Linked DNA regions of Sus scrofa: region 2 is linked to region 1. A link is a contact called in public promoter capture Hi-C data. All regions are on one chromosome and are shown on one strand. Each heading gives the region's core, a stretch centred on a gene start, on an enhancer-like site or on the middle of the called end of the contact. The rest is flanking DNA. Distances are from core to core; before and after follow the strand shown. Region 1 holds the start of ACTN4 (alpha-actinin-4). Region 2 holds the start of SAMD4B (protein Smaug homolog 2).

Evidence for each region. Promoter capture Hi-C pulls out the DNA fragments that hold promoters and counts their contacts.
Region 2: a contact with region 1 is called in a promoter capture Hi-C map of liver, with 2.5 times the contacts expected there. The contact joins the promoter of SAMD4B here to the promoter of ACTN4 in region 1. A contact is called at or near these places in 1 of 5 promoter capture datasets (liver) and 1 of 2 datasets of contacts at active chromatin or transcription factors (alveolar macrophages).

The regions. Positions count from the first base shown.
Region 1 is chr6:47,490,892-47,498,070 of Sscrofa11.1, reverse strand. It overlaps ACTN4 (alpha-actinin-4), which reads right to left and starts at 4,237. Exons shown (of 21, transcript XM_003355883.4): 1 at 3,902-4,237. The coding sequence starts at 4,063.
Region 2 is chr6:47,998,372-48,004,682 of Sscrofa11.1, reverse strand. It overlaps SAMD4B (protein Smaug homolog 2), which reads right to left and starts at 1,957. Exons shown (of 13, transcript XM_021094367.1): 1 at 1,808-1,957.

The DNA of each region.
Region 1 (7,179 bases), core at 2,988-5,487:
CACCCCTCTTTCCAGGAAGCCTAATAGGATACCCACCCCCTGATGTGTTCACAGTCTTTAATACAAGGTAACAATTGAACTTGGGTTGTGTATGTGTGTGTGGGGGGGGGGGGTGTTTGTTTTTGGTAAGTAACTTTTTCAGCTTTTACAAAGGCTAAGGGGAGTTCTGTTGTGGCTCATTCGTATCCATGAGGATGTGGGTTTGATCCCTGGCCTCACTCAGTGGGTTGAGGATCTGGTGTTGCCATGAGCTGTGGTGTAGGCCGGCAGCTGCAGCTCCAATTTGACCCCTAGCCTGGGAACTTCCATGTGCCTCGGGTGTGGCCCTAAAAAGCAAAAAAAGAAAAGAAAAGAAAAAAACCTGCTAAGGATCTGCTAGTCTTAGCCAAATCCTAAGAGGCAAGCAATTAGAGTAATGGAACAAAATAACAGATGGCTACTTTGAGGCCTCTATCATCAGCCTTAAAAAAAAAGAAAAGAAAGAAAGAAAGGAAAAAAAAAAACCCTACTTGGAGAAAAAACAAAACATCATCAGAAGTTTCAAATAATTAACTCAAACCTAACAGAGCTCCAGCCAAAGGTCAGGGTCTGAACAGTGAGGTCCTGAAAGCAGTGATGTTTCAGTGAACAAACAAGCTTACAAGCCTAGCAAAAGGGGGCAATTCCTCTTGCTGTGACAAAGTTCTGGAGCAGCTGTCAAGTGACCTCACCTGTCCAGGAGGGCAGGGAGGGTGGCAAGGCTACCCAGACCCCTTTCAGAAACAGGGAGAGGGAACTATGGCCCAGAGCTATAATTGCTCAAGAATTTGCCCGCGAGGCCAGGCCAGTCCCTCCCCCTACCCCTCACAACACTTGGAGGCTTCCCATATCAGAAGTGTTGCATAATCTACTAATCAGGCAATGCCTCCCTTACAAGGGTCCCTAGAAGGCGACCCTAGAAGGGCTGAAGGTAGAAGTGAGAACCACCAGGAACCACATACACCCTCTGACTTGGGCTAAACCTTGCCTGATTCCTAGAAGAATTCGATTCTACTTGCTTTAAAGGCCTACAGATTTTTTTAGAGAATGAGAGTGTGCAAAGAACAGTCATAGGACTGTCACTCTCCCTGTGACAGTGGCTCAGCCTTGGAGAGACAAGAAGGGCAATGGGTGACGTTGCAGCTCAGAAAAATCCAGTCCGGGGGAGGGGTGGAGGGTTCCTCTTAGAAGAAAAAGAACAGCACAAACGTGTGTATATATTTCTTTCCATTACCCCTTCTCCCGTTTCAAAAGGCTTCCTACCCCATCATAGGTGGGTGCACAGCAGTGAAGCGACATCCCCCCCAAAGTATAGCTGTGTGTAAATACCCAGACGTATGAAGCAGGACACGCCAGACTCAGAATCTAAAGCAGCTGGTATCAGAGGGGCTGTGAGCCACCCTTTCCCTCAACCTTGCCCAGTGCTTGAGGAAGGGAGCTGACACACAGCAGCGAGGCCTAGGGGTTCCGGTGAGTCCTGGTTCCCGCCCAGGCCGGAATGGTGGGTGCCTCAGCCTCGCCCAGCATGCAAGGGAGACTATGGGTACGAAGAAGCACACACCCTAACAACTCCCAAAGGAGTGGAAGTGAGCTAGCAAAGGGAGCACCTTTGGGAGTGGTAGAGACGGGAAGGGAGGGGAAAGGCAGGTGCCCACTCCCATCACCTGAGTAAAAGGTTCCAAGGCTCCTTCTCCCCAAGCACGTGCAGCTGGAGAAGGCAGAGCCCAGACCTCACAAACAACCCGGTAGCCGCAGGCTCCCCTCCCAACTTTCCAAGTCTCCTGGCAACTCTTAACCTTTTCCAACCCAGCACTGCCTCCGGCAACACACTGCTGAGTCTGCAGACTAGGGCTCTCCCCTCAAAAAGCATTTTTATGTCAGATTATCTCCATCTGCCCACCCAGAGGTAGGTGGGGCAACAGATAAGGACGCCACAGCCAACCCACCACCCCCCAACTACAGAGGAGGAAATTCAAGCAGAGGTTGGTAATTTACCCAAGGTTATGCCAGGCCCCACCCCGGGCTGCCTGGAACAGCTGCTCTTTTCACCCTTTCCCCTCCAGCCTGGGCTGCCCGCTGGGAGCCCCCAAAGCACCAACTCATACCCTCAAGAGGCTTCCAGCCACACTCACCACTCGCACCCCTTGCTTTGAGTCCGCCCCCACGTTCCTGAGAAAGCTCCACCAAAGCCACCCTCAAGTCCCACACCATACACATCTCTCTTCCTAGAGTCACAGAAGGGACCCCTTCGACCCCGCCTCATTTCGCAGGTGACAGAACTGCACTGAGACCAAGGGTCTTGCCCAAGGCCACAGAGTTGGTAACAAATCTGGAAGGAAAATTCCGATCTCCAGAACCTAACTGCAAGTACCTCCCACCCTCTGCACACACAACACTTTAAACACCCCCTCCCAACACACCCACCTACTCAACACCCTCCTTTCTTTAGCTCTTCCTGCACACACTCAAACCCTCTCTTCTATCAGGCTCCCCGCTCTCAACCACCTGAGATTTTACCCACACACACACACACACAAGCTACCTTCTCTGGGCCTCCCACTCCTTTTGATCTCCCTTTCCTCACTGTGGGTCTCCCCTAAATTGCTTCCACACCCCAACATGCCACCTGAAAACAGGCCCTGCTTTAGAAAGACCTCTTTGCCCCACCCCCCCACCCCCACGGGACAATTCTTGCAGCTACTCTCACCTCTTCCTCCCCAGACAACGCATTCTCCCTTCAGGACACACACACACTCTCCGGTCCCGGGACGGCATCTCCAGACGCCCCCACCCCCAAATTCCTCTCTCAGTCTATCCATCACACACTCCCTTCCTAATGAGACTTTCATTACCCCGCCAACCTCCCTCCCACTCTCCGCCATTCTGCCCCTTCCCTCCCTCCATCCTCACCTTTTCCAGGCTACCTTGCTTGGCCTCAGGCGCCGCCAACCCTTGGCGGAGCCTTTGTGGACGTTCCAGCAATTCTTCGGCTCCCCTCCTCAAAACGCTCCAAATACTCTCCCTATCTCCCTTGGGCCTCTCATCGATGAGGCCTTTAGCCTCATCAATTCCTTTCATGCCTTCTCTTGTCCAGTCTTCTCCTCTTCCCCTTAAAACGGGGCACCCCCAGTAAATCTCACCCCCTGCAAGACTTCTCATTCACAGGTCCCTTCGGACCCCCGTTCCAGACCTCATTCGCCACCCTCCCCATCCCCACATCCTAAGCCCCGGGTCTTTTCACAGTCACTTCTTTCCTTAGCCCCTCTGCTTTTATCTCCCCTGTCCTTCCACCACCCTTCCCACTCCACAATCCCCTCCTGAGTACCCCCCAACCCCATCTTCAGACTTCCAGAATCCTCACCCCCTTTAGAAGTTCCCCAGCCTGGGGCTCCCACAATCCTATCCTCTTCAGAGGACTCTGCGAGCCAAACAACCCCCTGCACACTCGAGCTCCTCCTCAGACTGCCCCGACCCCCAAATTCCAGACCCCCCGTTCCTCTCTCAGCAACCCCAATCCAACCCGAGCCTTCGATCCCGCCTCAGACCCAATTCCATTTTAGAGTCTCCAATCATCTCGCTGGTTTCCTCCAATTCCCCACCTCGACCCGCCTAATTCCTTCACAGACTCCCTGATTCCATGTTTTAGATTTCCATATTCTCTCCTCGGCCGCCAATGATTTTTTCAGACTCCCAATTCCTTGCTCAAGTTCTGCAACTCCTTTTCAGGACCCCAAACACCTTCTCAGATCCACCGATTCCTTCTCACGACGCCCGGTTCTCATCACAGACCCTCCACTCCCATCTCAGGACTCCCAACCCCTTCCCGGCGCCCAGCCTCCCTCGGAAGCCCCCCTCCAGCCCGTCCGGCCCGCGGGCCGCGCACCTTGCGTTGCTGCTTCTCCCAGGCCGGGTCCAGCAGCAGGTCCCGGTCCCAGTCGTCCTCCTGGGCCATGTAGTCGCCCATGCTACCGCCGCCGCCGGCGCCATTGCTCCCGCTGCTGGGGCCGTACTGGTACGACTGGTTCGCCGCGTGGTAGTCCACCATTCCGCCGCCTCTCCCGAGCCCGTCCGCTCCCGCCTCTGCTCCCGCCCCTCTGCCCGAGCCTCCGCCGCCGCCGCCGCCGCCGCTGCTTCAGCTGCTTCAGCCCGCCCTGCGCTAGCGCCTGCGCACTGCCCGCTGCGCTTGCGCACCGCGCCTCCGCCGCCGCCGCCGCCGCCGCCCTCCCGCGCGCGCGCGCGCGCGCTTCCTAACGAGAAAGGCCCTAAGACCCCGCCTCGGGAAGCTCTGAGCCTGCGCAGAGTCCACTTCCCCGCCGCCCTTCGGCTCGTGGACGAGCTTCGCCTCCTCGCGCGCGCGCGCGCGCGCGCGGCCTCTACGTGTGGGCGGGCCCAGAGAGCGAAGGATTCGGCCGGCGGGTCTGGCCATTGGGCTCTGGCGTGGAGTGTATTCCCTTTCGGCGCCAGAAATTCAACAAATATTAAGCGCCTACTATGTGCCAGACCATGTTTTACGCATCAACACTAAATAAGATAGACAAAACTGTCTGCCCTCATGAAACAACCGTCTAGTGAAAGGAAAAAAACACAATTTTAGGAAACAGTGTATTGGAGTTGCTGCTGTGGTGCAGCGTGTTAAGAATCCAGCGTTGCCCCAGCTGTGGCATCGGCCCCAGCTGTGGCTCATTTTCCATCCCTTGCCCAGGAATTTCCACATGCCACAGATGCGGGGGGAAAAAAAGTACATAGCGTATGTATATATTCCAAGGGGATATGTGCTATGAAGAAAAATCAAACAGAACTAGAATGGAAATGAAGTAGTCAGGATTGACTTCATTTATTTTTTTATTTTTTGCCTTTGCTTTTCAGGGCAACACCTGTGGCATATATAAGTTCCTGAGCTAGGAATCAAATCAGAGCTACACCTGCCAGCTTATGCAACAGCCATAGCAACCCACGATCCTTAACCCTCTGAGAGAAACCAGGGATGGAACCTGCATCCTCATGGATACCAGTCGGATTTGGATTTACGCCCTGCTGAGCCACAACGGAAACTGGCAGAGTTGGCTTTATGAACAAGGAGGACAATTAAACAAACTCTTGAAGAATTCACAAAATGGACATGGTAGCTCCGAATGGATACTGGCTGACTGGGAAAGTGGAGGATTTTTTGGACGTGTTTACTTCACTCATTCAAAAAGCATTTATTGAGCCTCTGTTGTATTCCAGGAACTCTTCTTGGATGCTGGTGATAAGGTGCTGAGCATGGTAAGTGCGCCAAGTTCTCAAGTGTATGGGGGACACGACAGTAAATAAATACAAATGACACTCACACATAATAGGTGTCTCAAGTGTAAGTACCCAGAGTTGGGCTCCTGATCTTCCTCCCAAACCTCGTCACCCCATAGCCATCCCCATCTTGGTCAATGGTGCCTCCGGCCTTTCAGCTGTGCAGGCAACAAAGCTTGCAGTCATCCTTGGCTCCTCTTTGTTTTCACACCCTACATCCAGTCGTTCAGGAAATTCTGTCAGATCCATCTTCCAAGTATATACAAAATTCACCCACTTCTCCCATCCCACATGGCCACACCCTGGTTCTGTCCACCCTCACCTTGTCTTCACCTGGACCAGTGTCCCAGCCTCCTCAACATTTCTCAAGTCCTCCACATGCCCCCTTCCCCACCTCTCTTTCTCCAAAGAAACCAGAAGGAGCCTGAGTCAAATCAAGCTCCTCCCTCCCCTGCTCAGAACCATCCCTTGGCGCCACGAAGTCAAAGACAGGAGGAAAGGCTGCAGGATTCCTTGCTTTGACTCAGCCCCGCCCAGCTTTGGAAGCAATGGGGACTCCTGGGGCTTCGGCCAAATTCACCAGTTCGTCCATGTCCTGCCCAGCCTGGTCCCCAGCTCCTCTCCCAACTCTTCTCCCATTCTCCCCCCTCGCTCTCCCAGCTCCTGCCACACTGCTGGCCTCCCGGCTGTTCCTCCAACACACCTGGAAGGGTCCAGCCTCGAGGCCTTGTTACCACTGCGCTTCGCCCCGACACTAGACCCTCAGGATCATAGCCTCCTCTCCTGCACATCGGTGGAAGTATCACCCCCTTAGTGAGACCTCACCTGACCACCGTTTTATAAATAGCACCCCACACCTTCCCGCTTCATTTTTGTCTATAGCACATTCAATACAGTGCATGACTGGTTTACTTATCCTGCTCATCTGTCTCCTTCCCAAGGATGTTGGCCCAAGATGTACGGGAATCTTTGTTTTGGTCACTGCTGTATCACTAGTCTCTGAAGCAGTGTCTGGCAGAAGATAGAAGCTTAAGAAATCCCAGATGAATGAACGGACTTAAAATCATGGTGAGGAATTTGAAGTCTTTGTGTGTTTTTCTCTTTTTTTGTCTTTTTTAGACCTGTACCCGTGGCATACGGTGGTTCCCAGGATAAGAGGCTGAATCTGAGCTGCAGCTGTCAGCCTACACCACGGCCACAGCAACACGGAATCCGAGCCATGTCTGCAACCCACACCACAGCTCACGGCAACACCAGATCCTTAATCTGTTAAGGGAGGCCAGGGAATCAAACCTGTGTCCTCATGGGTCCCTTCATTGTCAAGAGCTCTTTGGGCCACGCCGGACATGGTGGTGTGGGTCCTGGCACCCCCAAGCTCCTCCTGGGTCATGACCTGGCTGAAGACCCAGGAGTGTTGCTGTGTCCAAAGCTGGGCTGGGCTGGGCTGGGTGGGGCTGCGGCAGGGCAACTCTTCCTGCCTGACCTGGAGAACAAGCCCAGAACTCTTGTGCTGGGCCTGCTGGGCCCGGAAAGGCCACTCCAACAATGGGCCACCTGCCCCTCCCTGCCTGCTGGTCGATACTGAGAAAACTCCCAGACCAAGGGCTCAGAGATGAAATGGACATTCCCAGCCAATGAGGTTTAAATTAAAGGCTGCCTTTAATTGCCAGCTTTGAGGCCAGTTCCCAGCAGCCATCCACAGACTGTGCAGTAGTAACAGCTACTGCCTCTGGAGAGTCAGGGGGCAGCGGGCAGGGGCTCAGAGCTGGCAGGGAGAGAGCCCAGAGTGAAGGGGTACAGCCAGTGGCCCTGGCATTGGGGCCGCTGTTTCCACACTTCTTAGCATCCTCAAGACCTCTTCAGTCAGGATTTACA
Region 2 (6,311 bases), core at 708-3,207, 510 kb before region 1:
ATTCAGAGAACTAAGAAAAGAAATCTCTGAGTAAAATCCTCAAAAGAATGTATGAGGACGGTGGGTCTTCTGAGGGGACTGTGGGACTATCAGGGCAGAGGGTTTTTCAGAAAGAATTCTGGGACTTTCTAAAAAAGGAGCTCAGTGTTATCTTGAAGGAAGACTGAGTGGGGGGGTCTTCTACAGAGGGTTCTAGAGGATTTGAGGGAAACCCAGGGAGCGTTTTCAGGAAGGGAATTATGCAGGAAGTCTCTTAGTAAGGCAGGAGGTCTCTGAGTGGAGACTGAAGGGGTTCTGGGAGGTGCTGGAGAGGTCTTGGGAAGGATTTCAAGGGCATACCTCAGACTCGAGGGTGTCGCTGGGGTCTCTGAGAAGATATGAGGAGGTCCTGAAAAACTATCTCAGAGAGGTCGTGAAGAGAAGGTCTTAGGATTTTGGGGGGGGGTTATGAGAAGGATTTTTAGCTTATTTGAAAAAAGTTCATATAGGAGAGATTTTTGAAAGGTTATCTAAGGGGGGGGTGGTTCTATAAAATTTCAAAGAGAAACTATGAGGAAAACTGTTGGAATCCTGAAGAAGCAATTTATGGAATATTTCGCGTGGGTTACTGGGAAAGATTCGGGATACAAAAAAGAGGTTCTGGAAGAGGCTTGTGGAATATGAGAAGAGAATTCTCTGCAGATTTCAGGGCATCTCTGAAGGAGAATTTTGGTCTGAGGTAGTCATCAGGGGAAGATTTTAGGGAGGCGTGAGGGTCATCTCCAGGGCATTTCAGGGTGGTGGGATTTGGGGTACATGAGGAGGTCTTTAGAAGAAATTTTGGGGGTCTGTGGAAGGGTCCAAAGGTATGGATGACTTCTGGGATATGTGAGGGGGGGAGCGTAAATGGGAGGTGGATGTTGCGGAAACGCGGGGGTGGGGGGGGAAGTCACCGGACACGGGACCTCCAGGTGAGCTGTGGGGATCCAAGAGTCTCTGAGGAAGATTCTCAGGGGCTATCAAGGGCATTCTGGAGGATTCCAGGGGGGAGGGGCTCTGAGATTTTGGGGCTCTGAGTGGAAAATCTCCAAGGTGATTTCTGGTATGGGGGTAGGTGGGAGAGAAAATTCTTGGGATGTGTGAGAAGGAAATCTGGGGGAGATTGTTGGGACATGCTAAGTAGGTCGCTGGGGGAGATTTCTGGAATGTACGGGGTCTGGAGGGGATTTCGGGGAGTCTCTGAAAGAGATGTTTAGGGCTTATAAGGGAGGCTCCTAGAGACGATATATGACACATATTGTTGGTACATGAGTGGCTTCGGGGAAATATTTTTGGTCACGGGAGGAGGATGGGGGATCTGGGGCCACGGGGGGGGGGGTCCTCTGAGGAAGATTTTTGAGGCGTATGACGGGGTCTGGAGCAGACGTAGAAATACCAGAGGTGGTCTCTCGAGGTCTTTCGCCTCGTGGGAGGGGAATGGAGGAGTTGGGGCAGACTCCGGGGATCTGTGGGCGTGCCCGCCAGGGAGGTGTCGGAGGTAAACCTGGGGGGGTCACGAGAAAGGGCTGCGGGCCGGGCCCCCCGACCACCCCGAGGAGCGAGAATTTCGGAGAGAGCTCGAGAAGCGGCCTGTGCGGGCGACTCAGGAGACCGGTGTGGGGGATTCTCTCGAGGGCCGGGAGTCCCGAGGCCCGCACTCCGCGCCCGCCACCGCCCGGGGTCCCTGAGGGGGCGGGGCCGCCCGCGCGGCCTGGGGCGCCCCGAGGTGAGCCCCGCGCGCCCCGACCCGCCGCCGCCTCGCGTCCGCCCGGCCCTGCCGGCCACTCACCGCCTCGGCCTCTGCCGCCGCCGCCGCCGCCGTCCAGGCCTCCTCAGGCCGCCGCCACCGCCGTCGCCCCCTCTCCAGCCCGCGAGCTCCCCTCCCTCCTCCCGCACCGACCACCGCCGCCGCCGCCGCCGCCGCCGCCGTCGCGCTGCGTCACCGCGCCGTGCGTCACCGCCCCTGGCCCCGCCCAGGGACCGCAGCGCGCCCGCATTAGCTGATGCCAAGGTGATGAACAGCGCACCCACCAATGGGCGGCGAGGGCAGCCCGAAGGGCGGGAGGTGTGCGCGGAGAAAGGCGGGGTCGCGGTGGAGAGGGGGGCCACGGAGGTGGAACGAGGCCCACAAGACCCGCCCCCTGCTCTGTGGGATTGGTCGGCTGCGCGACTGACGGGCAGTCGGCTGGCGGGCGGGGAAGGGGCGGGGCGCGCGCGGCGTTGCTATGGGCAACGGGCCCGGCGGAGTCTGGGATTGGGCCTCCAGGCCCGCAGGGGGCAGTCTCGTGCCGGTCTACCTCACCGGCCGCGACATAAGTCACAATTCCTGATTCTGGCGTTCAAGGACTGGTGGCGCGTCCCGCCAGCGCACCCCGCCAGCGCTCCCTGCTCTAGGCCTGGGCCCGGTTGTGCCCTGACCCTCCAGGTTGCGGGTCGGCGCTCGGGCTGTAGGAGTCTCAGCTCTCTCACCAAACCCTTCTCTGCGTCTGTTGCCTTGTCTCTCAAATGGGATTAGGATCGAAAGAGACGATACATATATAAAGTGCTGGACACCAAGCAGACCATCAGTAAATGGGGGTTGTTGCTCTGACTGTTGTAACCTTTTTATTTCACACACTGTCCTGGACCGGTGTCAACTAACCAGAGTGGGGGCCCTCAGAAGGCTTCCAGGTGACCATGGTTGGTAGAGGAACTCAAAGAAATGTATTCGGAGTGGAAAGTAGAATTTAAGGCAAGGAGTGAAGGGAAATGAGTCACGGCCAGAACTTTGGCCACTTGAGAGAGTTGAGACTCGTCCCCAGGGCACTGAGAAGCCATGGCAGGGCTTCAAGCCAAGGAGAATCGGTGGGGGTTTGGAAAGGTGTTCCCGGCTTCTATATGGAGGATGGATTGGAGGGAATAGAACTGGAGCCATTAGTCCAGGGAAGCAGCTGTGGTGGGAGAGGGGCGTTTGCACTAGGGTGGGACTATGGGAAGGGAAGGGGGCATTGGTGGGAGGGATGGACGCCCAGGAGGCCCGTGAAGCTGCCCTGGGACTGGTTGGCCCCGGAGGGGGAGGGAGGGAGGAATCCAAGACAAGGCCTTCTGGCTGGAAAACTAGGGGGTTTGGGGGCCTTCCCTGAGAAGGAGACCCAGAGGAGAAGCAGGTTTGGAAGGTACTGAGCCCAGTGTGGGCCACCTAGCATTGGAGTCCAGGAGGCTGCATAACCCCTGGATCTAGTGCTTAAGAGAGGAATTGGGGTTGGAAATCAGGATTTGAGGATAAGCAAAGATGGTAATTAGGAGTTCCCACATGGCACAGTGGGCTAAGGATCCGGTATGGCTGCAGCTGTAATATAGGTTGCAGCTGCGGCTTGAATTCAATTCCTAACTGGGGAACTTCGATATGCTGCAGGTGTGGCAAAAAAAAAAAAAAAAAGATTGTTATTGAAGCTGTGGGAGTTAGTGACCTAGCTTGGGGAAGGTTTGGAAGGATGAATGGAGACAAGGACCAGACAGAACCTTTAGGAGGGGAGACATGTAAGGTTGGAGTAAAGGAATTGACACTCGACAAAGATTGAGAAGAAGCAGCCACAGAGAGAGAGGCCATGTCATCTTAGACATGATCAGGAAAGGCCATGGGTGTGGGGATATCACAAACCCCAGACACTACACCTTTCATTTAAACAACTTTCACCTCATATGGAATGGTTATGCTCCAAGGACGCTAGTTCATTTATTCATTCACTGATATTTCTTGAGAGTTTCCACTGTGACACAGTAGGTTAAGAACCTGGTTGCAGCAGCTGAGTTGCAGCTGCAGCTTAGTTTCAATCACTGGCCTGGGAACTTCCATATGCCATGGGTGCGGCCATTAAAAAAGTAGATACACATACTTTTATACCTTTTTTTTTTTTTTTGGTCTTTTTGTCTTTCTAGGGCCACACTTGGGGCATACAGAGGTTCCCAGACTAGGGGTCCAATCGGAGCTGTAGCCGCTGGCCTACACCACAGTCATAGCAACGTCAGGTCTGAGCTGAGTCTATGACCTATGCCACAGCAACACCAGATCCTTAACCCACTGAGCAAGGCCAAGAATCAAACCCGCAACCTCATGGTTCCTCGTTGGGTTTGTTTCCGCTGCGCCATGATGTGAACTCCTCCACTTTTATACTTTGGTATATATATTTCTTGAGTACCTTACATGTGCCAGGCACTGTTCAAAGTGCTAAAAATTCAACAGTGAAAAAGATGGGCAAAAATCTCTTGTCTTCATGAAGCTTACATTCTACTTGGACAGAAAAGAATGATAAATATTTACAGTGTAACTTGGTGATAAGTACTATGGAGAACAACAAAGCCAGCTAAGGGGATGGAGTGATGAGGTCAGCGATATTTTAGGTGGAGAAAGGCATCTTTGATCAAAGGTCAGTTGAACAGAAATCTGAAGGGCGGAAGGGGTAAGCCATGAAGGAAAGAGGGTTCCAGAAAGAGGAACCAGCAAGTGCAAAGGCCTGGTGGCGGGATCATTTGCAGAGCCACAAACAGGCTGGTGTGGACGGAGAGGAGTGGACAAAGCACAATACTGAGAGACAGGATCCAAGAGGTCATGAGGAGGGGTGGTGGCAGGTAATGTGGAGCTTTAAAGGCTGCTATAAGGGCTTTTGCTTTTACCCAAATAATATGGGAACTATAAGACGGCTTCGAGAGAGCGGGTATGTCATCTGACTTGGGTTTTGTTAGGACCTCTTTTATTAGGGTCTAGTCTCTGTGAAGAATAGAGCGTTGGGAAGTTATGTGGTGCAGCGTGTTAAGGATCTGGTTTTGTTACTGCAGTGGCTTGGGTTGCTGCTGTGTTGCAATTTTGATCTTTGGCCCAGTGGCAAGAAAAAAAAAAAAAAAAGAGTGCAGGGAGTGGCGTGGGAGCAGGGAAACAGGGAGAAGCTGCTGTGAGAGTTCAAGCAAGGGTTGAAGGTGGCAGGACCAGAATGTGGGCTGTGGAGGAGAGGTGGGCTGGTTCTGCTTATATTTTGAAGTTCAGAGCAGACAAATTCTGAGGTACTTTGACAGAGGAAAGAAGTGATTCAAGGATGCCTCTAAGACACTCAGATGGAGGAATTCCTGTTGTGGCTCAGTGGTAACGAACCCGACTAGCATCCACGAGGTCATGGTTTCAATCCATGGCCTCGCTCAGTGGGTTAAGGATCTGGCGTTGCTGTGAGCTGTGGTGTAAATCACAGACATAGCTCAGAGGATCTGGCCTTGCTGTGGCTGTGGGATAGGCTGGCAGCTGCAGCTCTGATTCGACCCCTAGCCTGGAAAATTTTAGGGAGTGGCTCTAAAAAGACCAAAAAAAAAAAAATATATATATCCAGATGGAGATAAACAATACGGTCCTACCATAATAGCACAGGGAACTATAGTCAATATCCTCTAATAAACCATAATGGAAAAGTATATGAAAAAGAATATGAAAAAGTATGTATATATATGTATAACTAAGTCATTGTGCTGTACAGCAGAAACTAACACAACATTGTGAATCAGCTACACTTCAATAAATTAATGTAAAATAAATAATAAACAACTGAATAAGACATCCTTATGGAGAAGTCATGCAGGCAGCTGGCTATAAGAGCCTAGAGTTCAGGGAGAGGCCCCGGCTGAAGAAATTCTAGGCTATCCCCTTTGACCACCAAGAGACTGATGCACTCAGGAAGAGGGGAAAGTGGATGGGAGAGAGAAAGGGACAAAAGCCTGAGCCCTGGGCCCCTCAGTGGTTAAAAGGAGGCTGAGAAGGAGCGGCCAGGAGAGCCAGAGGAAAACCAGGCCAGAGTGCTGGCCTGGAAGCCAACGGGAGAAAGCGTTTGGGGGCATAGGGAGCGATGGGTGGTGTCGGATGTGGCTGACAGGGCACAGCAGATCAAGGTTGAGAATTGACCGTCCTCGATGGCCCTGACCAGGTATGTCGCTGGAGAGGGACAGGAGTAAAGGGGCTGGGAGAGGGTCGAGCAAACTGGGAGGAGAAATTGGAGGCAGCAAGTGTGGACAATATTTTCAAGAAGTTTTGCTGAAAAGGGAAGGAAATGAACGGGCAGTGGCTGGACGGAAGATAGGGTTTGTCGTTTCTAAGGTGGAAGAAATGACATCGCCTGTGGACTGAGGGGAAAGCTCTAGCAGAGATGAGGACCCTGGGGGCACGGGGAGAGGGAGAGCCTCGGCACCAATGCCCTTGAGGGGGTGAGAGACAGGGTGGGACCCAGAGCTGGAGCAGAGGGGACAGGAAAGTTCTGCCCGCTGCTATGGAAGAAGCC